2 separate regions of the Athene noctua genome follow, and region 1 is linked to region 2. A link is a contact called in public Hi-C data. All regions are on one chromosome and are shown on one strand. Each heading gives the region's core, a stretch centred on a gene start, on an enhancer-like site or on the middle of the called end of the contact. The rest is flanking DNA. Distances are from core to core; before and after follow the strand shown.

Region 1 (6,888 bases), core at 1,720-4,219, 150 kb after region 2:
TAAGCTTCTTACTGTTTTGAAAAGCTTTACTCAATTCAGATGGAAGACCTAGGGCCTACACTAGTACCACTCTGAGACTTCAGATAGTACACCAAGTTGGCCAAGACCACCACCCAAACGGTTTTAGCATGCAGATGATGCAAATTTTTGTCATTACCTGCACCATAAGCCACAGCTTCATCAGGATTGATGCTCTTGTTCAGCTCTTTGCCGTTGAAGAAATCCTGCAGCAGTTTCTGAATCTTTGGGATACGAGTAGACCCACCAACCAGCACAATGTCATGGATCTGCGATTTGTCGAGCTTGGCGTCCCGCAGGGCCTTTTCCACAGGATCCAGGGTGCCACGGAACAGGTCAGCGTTCAGCTCTTCAAAGCGAGCTCTGGTAATGGATGTGTAGAAGTCAATACCCTCATAGAGAGAATCAATTTCAATACTGGCCTGCGTGCTAGACGACAGAGTACGCTTTGCACGCTCGCATGCCGTGCGGAGGCGACGAACTGCTCTCTTATTCTCACTGATGTCTTTCTTGTGCTTGCGCTTGAATTCAGCGATGAAGTGGTTGACCATGCGGTTGTCGAAGTCTTCTCCACCCAAGTGAGTGTCACCTGCAGTGGATTTCACCTCAAAGATGCCATCTTCAATAGTCAGAATTGACACATCAAAGGTGCCGCCTCCAAGGTCAAAGATAAGAACATTCCTTTCGGCACCAACCTGGAAGAAGAGATCTATTTTCATAATGCAATTCATTTTTTACTGCTAGTTAAGCAGGCTTACTAGTTGGGCATTGAAGACAGTAATCACTCCACAGCATACCTTCTTGTCCAGACCATAGGCTATCGCAGCTGCTGTCGGCTCATTGATAATTCGCAGTACATTGAGTCCTGCAATGGTTCCAGCATCTTTTGTAGCCTGACGCTGAGAGTCATTGAAATAGGCCGGTACAGTCACTACAGCATTAGTAACAGTCTACCAAAAAAGCAAACAAACTGTCAGTTATGTATGTTAACTACACACATAGGTGGAATTATTCATTACATTTCACTCGAATCCTAAACCTCACCTTCCCAAGATATGCTTCTGCAATTTCCTTCATTTTGGTTAAAACCATGGAAGAGATTTCTTCTGGGTAGAAACTTTTTGTCTCGCCTTTGTACTCCACCTGGACTTTTGGTCTGCCAGCATCATTCACCACTGTGAATGGCCAGTGCTTCATATCAGACTGGACAACAGAATCATCAAACCTACGCCCAATCAACCGTTTTGCATCTGGAAAAGAATAATTGGCCATATTAAATGTGTTCATGCACCACAAAACCCACGAAGCTCATCCCAGAAAATACATAAAATCCTAGTACACTACACTTAATCTGCAGTTATTACTGTCTTGCAAAGACTCAGCTGCAGGCACCTGCTTACAGACGTATCACCCCTTGGATATGCTAACTCATCGCTATCACCTCAGCCACCACAGCAAACGCTATGGCTCCCGTACCACAAACCACAACGCAGCCTAGGAATTAGAACGGGATACTTAGTCAAGGCCACTTAACACACCCTGCAGCAAAGCAAGTTTTTAACTGTAAGGTACACTTATTCAGTGCGTAATAAAAGCCTAACTATTAGTAATAGTTTTGTATTATTCAGACTAAAACCAATTAAGACATTTCAGTTTCCAAGAGGAAGCTTTAACCCTTCTACTGGTCAACAATTCTTATAACCAAGTAACATTTACCACCCCCATGAAGCATACAAATCTTCCAACCTCACCAAAAACAGTATTGGTTGGATTCATTGCAACTTGGTTCTTTGCAGCATCGCCGATCAGCCTCTCTGTATCTGTGAAGGCAACGTAGCTTGGCGTGGTCCGGTTACCCTGGTCATTGGCGATGATTTCCACCTTCCCATGTTGGAATACACCAACACAGGAATAGGTAGTGCCAAGATCAATGCCGACAGCTGGTCCCTTCGACATCTTGTCTGAATTAAAAAAAAAAAAAAAATTTGACCTGTAAAATTCAACTCGAACTGAAATTAGTTCATCAGTTAACCCACGTTTTAGCAACTGCTCATGAGCGCGCTGGGTTAACTCAGTTCACCGCTTTATCCGCCGCGGCCTAAGGCCCCACCACGTGGTCCAGCGCCCGGCCCGGGACTACCGCTCCCATGGTGCACCGCGCCGCCCGCATCACGTGGCCGTCGGCCGACATCTTAGGCGCTGGGAAATGTAGGCGCCGCTTTGCGGGGGCCGAGCTTGGCACAGCCCCAGCCCCGCTGCGACACCAACCCGCCCCGCGCCCGCCGGAGAGACGCAGCGCCCCCCTCCCAGGCCCCCCGCCACCACAGGGCGGCCCTGCACGCCCGCTCCTTCCCCCTCCCCGCCCCCGGGGACTACAAACCCCAGCATGCTCGGCCCCCCGCCCCACCTCTCCGCCCTCCCCCGCACAGCCCCAGGCGCTCCCGGCGGGAGGTAACATGGGCGCCGAGTCTCCTCTAGCTATCCTCCTCCCCCCCCCCCCCCCGTTTTAGCGGAACAAAGGGAGTCAAGCGAGGAAAATCGCCCCTAGGTCTGATTTCGCTTAAAAAAAAAAAAAAAAAAAAAAAAAAAAGGCGGCAGCAGCGAACAAAGCTCGACAAACCGGCCACGCTGAAAAAAAAAAAAAAAAAAACAAAAAACCCGACACAACACCACCGCAGCGCCCAAAGGGCCTCCACCCCCCACACCCTGCCCGATCCCCCACGACTCAGCAGCCCCTCCCGGTCCAGGGACAGATCACGGCCGGGCAGCTCCCTCCCTCCCTCGGGCCGCCACCCCCTCCCCACGCCGGCCCGCCCCGTTACCTGAGCGGCGCGGACAGGCCGGAACACGCGCAAATGAACCGAGGCGGCCAACACTGCTACTCAGAGACTGTGCGGGCGAGCTCCCCGCCGCTTTTATAGGGCCCTCAGAACCTTCCAGAAGCGCCCGCCTCTCTTCTCCGCTCCAGCCAATCAGCTCGCGGATTCCGCCACCCTTCCAGCCAATGGCCGCCTGCCGGAACCCACACCCGTCGTGACGCACGCAGGAAGGGGGCGTGCCCGCCGGCCGGCCGGTATTCTCGAACCTTCATGCGCTTTCGCCTCTCCCCCACCCCAACCGCTTCCCGCTCCGCAACGCTCGGCCCCCGCCCGCAACGGACGGAGGCGGGGCTTCGCCTGCGCGGGAGCCAATCAGAGCCCTCCAGCGGCCGCATGCGGGTGACGACACCGACGAGCGTAGGCTGAAGGAGGGGGCGGGGGCAGAGAAAGGGCGCCAGAGGGCCAGGAGTAGCCAATCGCAACGCGGCGCCGGAGGCTCGTTTGCATATTTCGCGCGCGAGGGGGAAGGCGCCGTGGGGCGCGAATGACCAATCGGGTAGCGGGGATGGCGGGCTCATTTGCATAGAGCGTTGGGGCCGGCGGGAAGGGGGAGCCGGGCCGGGGGGGTCACAAAATGGCGGCGCCATGCGGGGAGCCCCGGCCCTCCCCTGGCCCCGGCCGCCCGCCCCGCAGCACCCCGCAGCAGGCCGCTTCCCTGCTCCTGCGGCCGCCGTCCCGCCGGTTGCGGTGGGCTGGCAGCAGCCTTGTTCCGAGCACGGCTCCACGGCAAGAGTGGCCGGTTAAACCCAACTAAGAGCAGAATTAACGGCAGGAGAATCAAATCCAGGCAGAAAAGAGGCGTTTGGCTTTCCAGTAGGAAAGCCGGGGGTGCGGGGGGGGGGCTACTGTGGGAGATGCCCTCTGCCCTGAGAGGAGCGGCAGCATTTCTCCTTTTGTATCTCCCAGCTCGTTCCCAAAGGCCTCCAGCAGCGTTTGCTTCAATAAATCTCACTGCAAGACCCTGCACGGGCAGCGTGTGGCTGCTGTAATCCTCCATGTTCTGTTTCACAAAGCAAAAGGCAATATTCTGCAGTTCCTTCCCACACCCTCATTCTCCCCCAGGCAGAGGAAACCACGCTGTCTGCAGCGTTTTAGGGCAACGCCGGTTTCTCTGCAGAGCAGAATCCGGCCTCCACAGAACCCCCGGGTTTTCTCATCCCATCAGCAGGTAAGGGACAAGCTGACAGCCTTTCCTCTGCCCGTGCTGCTCCCTGCGTGCTCTCAGCCTTCAGTGGAACGCGGAGAGAGGCTCTGAACGGTGGAAAACGGGGGTGCTCGGCGTCCTTGGGGATCAAGCGAGCGGATGGATGACGGCAAACGTTCAGCTGGTCACAGCAGAGCCTTAGGCTGAAAGCTGATCAAAGGTCATAAATCATGTAAGGTCAGGCTCTAGCAGGAGTGCTGTGAATTGCATCAAATGTTTACACGGCATAAAATGCTGAGCAGAGGGAGTCACTAGGAGGAGGGTGACAAAAAAACTGTATCCTGGCCAGCCTCTGTGACCCTGTGCAGTAGGAAAAAGGGCAAAGGAACTTGGATAGTTGGGGGTTAGAATTGCATGGAAAAGCATTTTTGGTGCTCTCTTAATGCTGCCCACAGGGTTAACCTTTGACAAAAAACACTCCTGGTAACTGAAAAGTCCACTATGGGGTGGGCACTAATAAATCTCTCTGCCTTATCCCAAACAAATGACTGTGCTACTTTGCTGTGTGCAAGCCTGCATCCCGAGACAGATCAGTGTCAACGTCTCTCTTTCATGGCAGTTTTGAGTGACCTCTACTAGGGAACATGACACAGTTACCCTGGATCAGTTGACAGCTGGTAACCCATTATCAGACCACTAACGTGGTGCACATTCTCACTGCCACACGCCGCCAGGCTCCTGGGGGTGTGCTGACCCATGGGAAGTCACTCGTGTCAGAAGTCATTCGTGTCAAGCAGCAGTTTGCGGCTCTTATTCGTGCTCTGCCACACACAGGGCTGGAACCTGGGACCTCTGGTTGACAACAGACAGCATGGCTGGAACTTGAGTGTACAAGGTTAGAGACGGGAGCAGCAGCAGCAGAAGAAAAGGGGCTCCATATTGTAGGGTGCTAGATGTGACTTTTCTGTGCCTTTAAAGATAAGGGCTGTCAGTACAAACTGTCACCCCATATCTGAGCAGGTACAGCATGCAAAGTACACTCCACCCTTTCCGGAGTACGGGCTGCTGGAGCACTCAGCTCCCAGGCTCCACGGGAGATGCTTCTCGGGCACGCAGCCCTAACTTGCACTGAGCACACCGTGCGCCAAGTCTCATGGGAACCATGCTGTTAGCAAGGGATTGCCTTTGCTTTGGTTTTGGTTTGTTTTTTTTTTTTTTTTAAATCATGGGGAGAATTTCAGTAGGACCAATGAATAGCATTACCTCCACCTTGAAATTAAAGAGTGACATTTAGATGTGCAACCGTACTTCTCACAGCAGACTGATAGCAAGTGAAGGCAGCCTAAACCAACAGTGAGTCAGCGCAGGGAGGAGGGCAGTTTGGCAAATGACTCATTTCATTAGAAATTAAAGGCTGTTAACTTACTGGACTAAAGTAGCTCATTTACTGTATATCAGGAAAATTAAGGCTCAGCAGGCTGGACACTGACAAGTATTCTGTGTGTTTTTTTTTTTTTTTTTTTTCCGACAAATGATGGATTCCAACGTTATTTTTTGAAGCTGATTTAGTACATCAAGCACTGCTGCTTCTTTAAGAAACAGAATTGGCAAGAGAGTGGAGATTATCAAAGACACACTTCCTGTTCACAACAGCAGCATGTGTTATTTATACAATACTTGCATCTGCACACCCCAGCTGAAGTTTGAAAAATCACTCATTACCAAGGCAGCCCCTTCCCTCTCCCACTGTGTTCTCCCCCTTCTGGGTGTCAGTAAAAAATGATTCAGGTTAAAAATAACCCAAGATACCTGATACCGTACAAAAGTATGGAATTGCACAACGTCTCTCAAAATATGTATCGCTTAATCAGAATCTTGGATGTCACCAACTCAGGAGGGAGTCAGTAATAGCGTTTTCTCATGAGTCAGGAGCAGACAGGACACACCTATGAGACCACTGTGTTGTCACTGTGTTTTCTTTTAAATACTGTGTAATTATGTCGCAATTTTAACTCCCAGATTTCAGTAAAAGAAGATTGCTGATGTTGGGAGACCTCTGTGCAAAACACCCCCAGGGAAAGAAGGCTGAAGCACTGTAAGAGAAATCAACCACAGTCACGTTTAGTTACCCTAAATTTCACCTACATCTCCCTGACCGGAGATTCCTGTTAGGCAGTTCAAAAATGTTTATCTGCAGAGAAGATCTAAACTGTCTGAACACAGCTCTTAGTTGTTCAAAGTTTGTCTTCTCGTGCCCAGTTCAGGAGATGAACTGAAACGCAGCGGGTGGTTCAGGAAGGTCAACAGATGCAGGAGTGGGAGGACAGTGTCACTGCCCAGTATCACTGGAGTTTTGTATCTGTGCTGGCACTGTTTACCATATTAGCTTGAAGCATCTACATCCTCAGCCAAAACATCTCAGGTGAAATAGCTGCATGGAAGTCAAAACACCATTTACTTCAAAACACCCCAAGGTTTTGTGTGTTTCATACCGTGCCATGTAATTTAGACTGAAAAAATACCCAGGAAAAAGATCAGCTTCCCCACACTTTCTATGTAAATATGCAAATGGTCCTTGTTAGCTTAAAAATGGTATTTTTGACTCCATACTTTTTTCCTTGCATTCAACTTGACAGCATGTAACACATCATACCACAGAAGACGGAGCATTAGCACAAGTTTAGTTGAGCTGTAGCACTTCAGCTGCAGCACATTTATTTATAAAACAACCAACCAAGAAAAAAAAAAAATTATGAAACATTGATTCAAAGGAATCAATAATAAATATTCGCTTTCCTCTGAGTTGTTCAGACACAGTACAAGTACACCAATCATAGCAGGTAGGAG
Region 2 (6,375 bases), core at 1,296-3,795:
GAATTATGGTTAATTTGGGGGACTGAAGCATAATTTTCTGGGTGTTCGCTTTTTAAAAAATTTGCTACCTACCTTTATTTCCTTTCCTTTTCCTATTCGATCACTCAGACAGCTTTCAAGCACAACAAAAGGTGGGAGGAAGCATTATTTCAAGGCACATATTTAATTGTTGGGGAGAAAAAATAAAAAAATAAACTAAAAAAAAGGACCGCTTCCCAGTGAAAGGGTTTTGATATAAAAAAGAACAGTCAGATCAAATGCAGAGGCACTCACTAAAGTTACAGGAGGAACAGGAGGCAGTTCTCTTAGCAGGCTTGAAAAATCACTGATGGACTACGAAATATATACTCAGCTAGCCTAGATGTGTAAACATCCTATTTCTGTTCCTTCTTGTTTGTTGTAACATCTTCGGTGCTCCCAGTGGAGTTAGTTGCAGCAATTCATCCAACCAACAAAACTTCAATATCGTAACTCCTATAACGTGGATTTTTTTTAATTTTTTTTTTTTTTTGGTAAATTGGTCACGTGAATCTGTCACAGCTAGAGGAAAGAGATTCTCATCTGGGCAAAGTCCCTGGAAGCTACTTCCATAGCAAATTACATTTTTATTGTTATTTCCTGATTGAGTAATACAGCTGGAGCAAAAGCATGGATGAGTAAAGCATATCGAGTTAAGTCAAAACACCACAATCCTCACAGATTTCTGTTGGCTGCAAAGCCCCTGGACGTTGATGATGTTCTCCTGGGAATTGCCTGGCAGGTGGGAGCACGGGGTCAGTGTTAATTTGGGATTTTCCTCTTCCCCTTTCCTAGGCCCAGAACGAGCTGTATTTTTGTGGTGGCTGGGTATGAGTTCATCGGTGACAAACCCTTCTGGGGCTCTGGTAACACATGTTTCAGCACAAATATTGTTATTAATAATCCTTAACTCTCCTCCTCCGTTAAAACGGACTAGATTGGGTGCCTGACTCTGATTTCACAGTTGCAAAATGTCTAAGACGGCTGAAATCCATGACTAAACCCTTCTTGGTTTCACCCACTTGACTTTAATGAACTTCTTGCCAATTAATAGTGGGAGCAAATGAAAGAATCAGTGCCTCAGCGACATCAAAGGAGTTAAAAGTGGCTTCAAGAAACGAACAAGAAGGGCTTTGTGCCGTGTCCTTCTGGAGGTTTAATTTCCATGGCGCTTGTTAGCCCAGGCAGCGTGGGGATGACTTGCTGGCCTGATGTCCCTGGGGGGACACAGCCCCCAGCGTGGCACAGGGGGGGCTGCCCGCAGCACGGGGCCGCTTCTCACCTGCCACACCTTGGGCAAAGCGGCAGAAAATGAACAGACAGTTGGGAGGGGATTTTTTTTTTTTTTTCCCCTTTCTCCGTGTTCATTGATACAGCAAAATGGAAATGGGCTGTTTGTTTTCCCTAATGCTAATAATAACAACTGTAGTGATGGATTTGTCACTGCCAACACCGCTTTCCTTCCCTGACATAAACTATTGTACGTTTAAAAAAACGCCTCTTACTGGTTTTTATTTATTTGCGGGGTTGTAATTTCAGGCTGTTTTACACAGCCCTGGGAGCTGGGCCTGCTCTGGGAAGATGCTTAGTGGTATCTGCTGGTCTTTAAAAGCGAAGGGAGGCTGTGGGGTGGAGAAGGGATGAAGGGGACGTCAGGAAAAAGACAAAGGAGAAGGAGGATACCTCTTGCTGCATATAAACCCTTTGCTTTGCACCCCAAACCGGGATCTGAACTGAAGTACAGCTAGGAAGAAAGCAGCACTACTTGTCCCACCCAAGGAACACGCAGCTTTTGCGTGGGAGAGGAGCAGAGCTGTGTCACAGCGACCTGCCCTGGAACAGGCACCCTCCAAGGGCCTGGATTCCAAGGGCCGGCCTGGTGAGGGCTCAGAAGGATGCAGGAACCCGAGATCGAGGTGGAGGTTTTGGGAGCACAAGATTTTTTTTGCCTCCTAACTACGTGTAACCACTAGTGCTGCCACATCAAAGCAGGGCGAGCGGCGGGCCCAGCGCGCCCCTTCCTCCTCCTCTGCTCCTTCGATATCGCGCATTTTCCTCATTTCAAAAAAAAAGAAAAAAAAGAAAAAAATTTAAAAAAAAAAAAAAAAGAGAAAAACCACCAAAATAATTCTTTGTGCACGTGCTTTTGTTTTTTAAACCAAGCCTGCGGTTCTCCCAGTGGTCCTGCTCAGCGCATCACCGCCCCCACCCCGCACGTCCCCCCCGCGGATGCGCATCCCGACCCCCCTCCCCACGCGGGACACACCGTGGGGTTGGCTACCGGCCGGGTTTTGCCCTCGCCCGCCCGGGGGCGGCTTTAAGAGCTGGGGCGGGCGGTTGCTCCTCGCCCGAGGAGCCTTTGCGAAGTCGCCGGTGGCGGCGTGGGCTGCGTGGGGCGCACACGTGTGGCGGCGGCGGGCGGAGGAGGAGGAGGAGGAGGAGGAGGAGGAGGAGGAGGAGGAGGAGGAGGAGGAGGAGAAGGAGGAGAAGAAGGAGGAGGAGGAGGAGGAGGAGGAGGAGGGGGCGGCCCTGCCCCGGCCCCCGGCGGGGCGCTGCGGGTGTGCATGGCCCTGCGTGGCCGGCGATGGCTGCGTGATGGCCCAGCGCGGGCTGCCCGCACCGCTCGCCATGGCTGCCAAAGAGGAGCTCTACAGCAAAGTCATCCCCCGGCGGAACCGGCAGCACCGCGCGGGGACCATCAAACATGGCTCGTCGCTGGAGATCCTGCTGTCAATGGGCTTCCCCAAAGCCCGGGCGTAAGTCGCCGCACGGCTCCTTCTTTCCTCCGCGCACACACACACACACACACACACACCCCCGCCGCCCCCCCACAGCCACCCCACACCCCCTCACACCCCCCCACCCTCCTCCTTTTCCTTTTTCCACGGCGGCGAGAAGCGATCGGCGCCTTTTTTGCTTCGCTGCTCCACACCGCCACGGGCGGGCGGAGCGGAGCCGGCGGGAGGGAGCCCCGGTGGCCGGGGATGCGCTCCCGGAGGCGGGGGGGCTGAGATCCCGGAGCTGGAGGATGCGCTGCCGGCAGCGGCCCGGGGATGCGCTCCCGGGGCGGGGGGATGCGCTCCCGGAGCCGGGGGGGGGATGCGCTCCCGGCAGCGGCCCGGCGATGCTGCGCGGCCCGAGCCCCCCGCGGCCGCCGCAGGCAGCGCTGCCCCGGCTCCGGGGTGGGGGGGGACGGACGGGAGGTGTTGGGGGGACGGGAGGTGTTGGGGGGGCGGCAGGTGCCGACCCCGGGCGCGCCTCGTGTCCCCCCCCACGCCACCCATGGGAACCGGGGTGCTGGAGGGGCCCCCGGGGTGCCCGCAGCAGCCCGTCTAGCATCGCTCGAAAGTTTGGCATCGCCAGAGACGCAATTTTTTACACCCCCCCAACCCCCCCCAGCTGAAATCAGAGCCTGTCATCCCTACACTTGGAAAATAAGGAGTCCGCGGTGCGATGCTTTGCTAACGCGGTCAGCCGGGAGGGAGATTTTCTTTAATCCGTGTACAAGTCAACCAAAAAGGAGCAGAGCGATACAAGAAAAATTTCCATAGTCCAAAGTGGTAGGGTTTTCTTGCCCAATTTAGCAATGCCCTGGTGTAATCTCCCTGCATGTGCCTATGCTTTAAATTAATTAGGCAGCAACCTAATGATAACTTAATAATGACTCTCCCAGTTTCAAACAGAGTGACTCCTGAAGTGGGACTGGGCGCTTTAGGATGCAAATGAAACCAGTGGGGATTTGGGCGATTCCTTGATCTGCTTAAGTTTTCCTTTTGTTTTTGATACCAATCAGAACGTGGCGCTTTTGCAGCCTGTCTTTGTGCAGTTTTCTTATAAATATAGAGATACGCACATGCAGTTTTAAGGACGTATGTCATCGGTGGGTCTGGGAGATTGCCGTGGACCCACTAGCACATACAGAAGATCTAATGAGTGTTTTCCATTGTCCTTTGCATTCTCCTTATATCTGTCAGGGATACACAGTTTTCTGTTGAAATCAACGTGCAGCGTTTATATACAATGAATGCAAATTGAGATAGCAGGAGACTGGTGACTTCATGCTCTGCTCGTTTGGAAAAAAACAGATGTGCCTCTTTCAGTGTAGCTAGAGAGAAAACAGCTTGATACTATGAATGAAACTAGTTACTACCTGTACAACAGTGCCATGGAGGCTGACAGTCAGCCCGCGTCTTACCTAACCATTAGCTGAGGAACTATGTCTGTGGTTCGTATTCTTGCCCAAGGAAATGCTAACATTTGACAAAAATGGACCTAAAGCTTCATTATACAAGATAGGGAAGGTTAAACTATGTCTATGGTTCATGTTATTGCCCAAGAAAATGCTGATGTTAGACAAAAATGGACCCAAAGATTCATCATAGGAGATAGGGAAGGTTAAACACAGAGAGACAGAGAGCAAGCCAGAGAAAGGGGTAAAATATCCCCGGCTGCAAAGAGTACTTATTGCAGATAGAACCAGCCAGAGAGGTAAAGCTGTCGATCCTAAATTCAAGACGCTGCTCTATAACCCTGTTTGACAAATCAGCTGTGTGCTGGGAGGGGAACCACTTCCCCGACCTGAAGTAGCAGTTAGTGCCCCTATTCCAGCCTGCTGGAAATACTACGAATAATTCATCATTAAAATTCAGATGAGAAGCAAACCAGGAATTCACCCAAACAACCAAGTACTGCCACCGAGGGTACCCTCTGGAACGGCACACCGGGTTGGATGTGTGAGATAGGACCTCACGGGAAAAAGGACATTCCCTAAAGGTCACTGCTTCCCAGAAGCTGCTTTCTAACTCACAGCATATTGCTCTGCAAGTGGGGATGAAAGAGATTACCGAGTTGCCAAGGAGGTGAAAAGACCCTGTCTCCCAAGGACGGTATTGAGAAGTAGCCTTGGAGCAAAGCCCTTTTGAATCTTCTCCCAAGACTGTCCCACCCGTTTTCTACCCCAAAGCCACAGTTAGAACAGGGGACAGAGAACGGAGCGAACCGGGGGGGTTCGGATCTCTGCCTGTAGATCCTCTGTACAAATACAAGCCAGGCTGATACTTAAAAGTGGTGACCATCTGTTTGGATGGCTTACGCACAACAAAGCTCCGAGTTGTCAGACTAGTCTGTCAGGCGTGTCACAAAACACCGTGGCTCTTGGCATCAGTGGCCTCCTGGCTTCTTGTTAAAGCTGCGGCAGGCGGCGGGGGGGTTGATTGGGGCAGGGGACAGAGAGGGTCCTTGAAGCCAGGGTAAGAGACACAGGCGCTACGTGGAGATCACGAGAGTGCTGGTTTCAGCTGTGGTGTTGAGAAGGTGCTGAGATCCTGGGAGTACTCACACTGCCGAACGTTCAGCTTCTAATTCAGCACGAGTAACTTCACGCCTCTACCAATGGACTGGTCAGCTTTTGCCTTTTAAAACCTGAAATCATCAATTATTTGATCAAACTTCTCCATGCTTACAGTTTATAACAGCAATAAGAGCTCAGATGGGCAGGATGATCCTGGGCTTGTGCTGCTGACAGGAGCTGAGGAGTCTCACGTTTATTTTATTCTCCTGGTTCTGTGTTGCTTTGGGCAAGCCACTCATCCTGTGCATGCTAAAATAATCAAAGGTGAAAGACTAAACATGATTCCCAAGTATTACGGGATGTTAGTATGGACTAGCTCAGTTAAGGGTAGAAAATGCTGTGAGCCAGGCTGAAACCAAGAGACATCATCAGCATTTACGTTTCAGGTATCAAATGCAAAACTGCCGTGGATCTTTTGTTCAAATCAAGGCATTTATTTAATAAGCCTTTATTTATCCAGCCTGCCTGTGGTTTATGGGGGATTGGGGATAAAGGGTCCCTCAAAGAAGGACATATCCTTCCTTTCTGAACTAAGATAAATTGAAATGAATGGGGCTCCACTGAGGTCAGCGTCCCACAGCACAGACTGCGACCCCAGAGGTTTTCGCCACTAAAGTCTTTGTCGGCACAGGTAGAAGAGCAGCTCTGCTGTGTGCTCCTGGACAGACATCTCTCTGTCTCTTTTCCTCCTTCCCAGCAACGGCTTCAGTTCAGCTGGGCTACTCGGAATTACTTGGTGACACAGCGACATACACAGCACCTTTGGATGCATTTACCTGGGGATGGCAATTGCTCAAACCCCGGTAGTATGTCATCGTTTTGGACTATTATTGTGATGAGCTGGTCTATTTGGGGGTTTTTCGTCAGCGCACAAACATTCTTTTTTTTATTTTGCAATTAGCCCATTATATTACATACTGTCTAGTCACACAGGAGGAGGCTGTCCCTATCCCACGTAGCTTCTGATTTCAACGAGGCAGGCAAGCAAAGGTGATGTTATGATGGCC

The links. A called contact is a pair of places that touch in the nucleus more often than the background predicts.
Region 1: a Hi-C map of liver shows a contact between it and region 2, with 5 times the contacts expected there. The contact joins the promoter of HSPA8 here to the promoter of UBASH3B in region 2. A contact is called at or near these places in 2 of 2 Hi-C or Micro-C datasets (heart and liver).

Annotation. Positions count from the first base shown.
Region 1 is chr26:4,317,539-4,324,426 of bAthNoc1.hap1.1, forward strand. It overlaps HSPA8 (heat shock protein family A (Hsp70) member 8), which reads right to left and starts at 2,970. Exons shown (of 9, transcript XM_074927472.1): 1 at 2,841-2,970; 2 at 1,770-1,979; 3 at 1,063-1,268; 4 at 816-968; 5 at 158-713. The coding sequence starts at 1,974. It overlaps CLMP (CXADR like cell adhesion molecule), which reads right to left. Exons shown (of 7, transcript XM_074927537.1): 7 at 6,727-6,888.
Region 2 is chr26:4,165,948-4,172,322 of bAthNoc1.hap1.1, forward strand. UBASH3B (ubiquitin associated and SH3 domain containing B) reads left to right here and starts at 2,546. Exons shown (of 14, transcript XM_074927470.1): 1 at 2,546-2,774. The coding sequence starts at 2,614.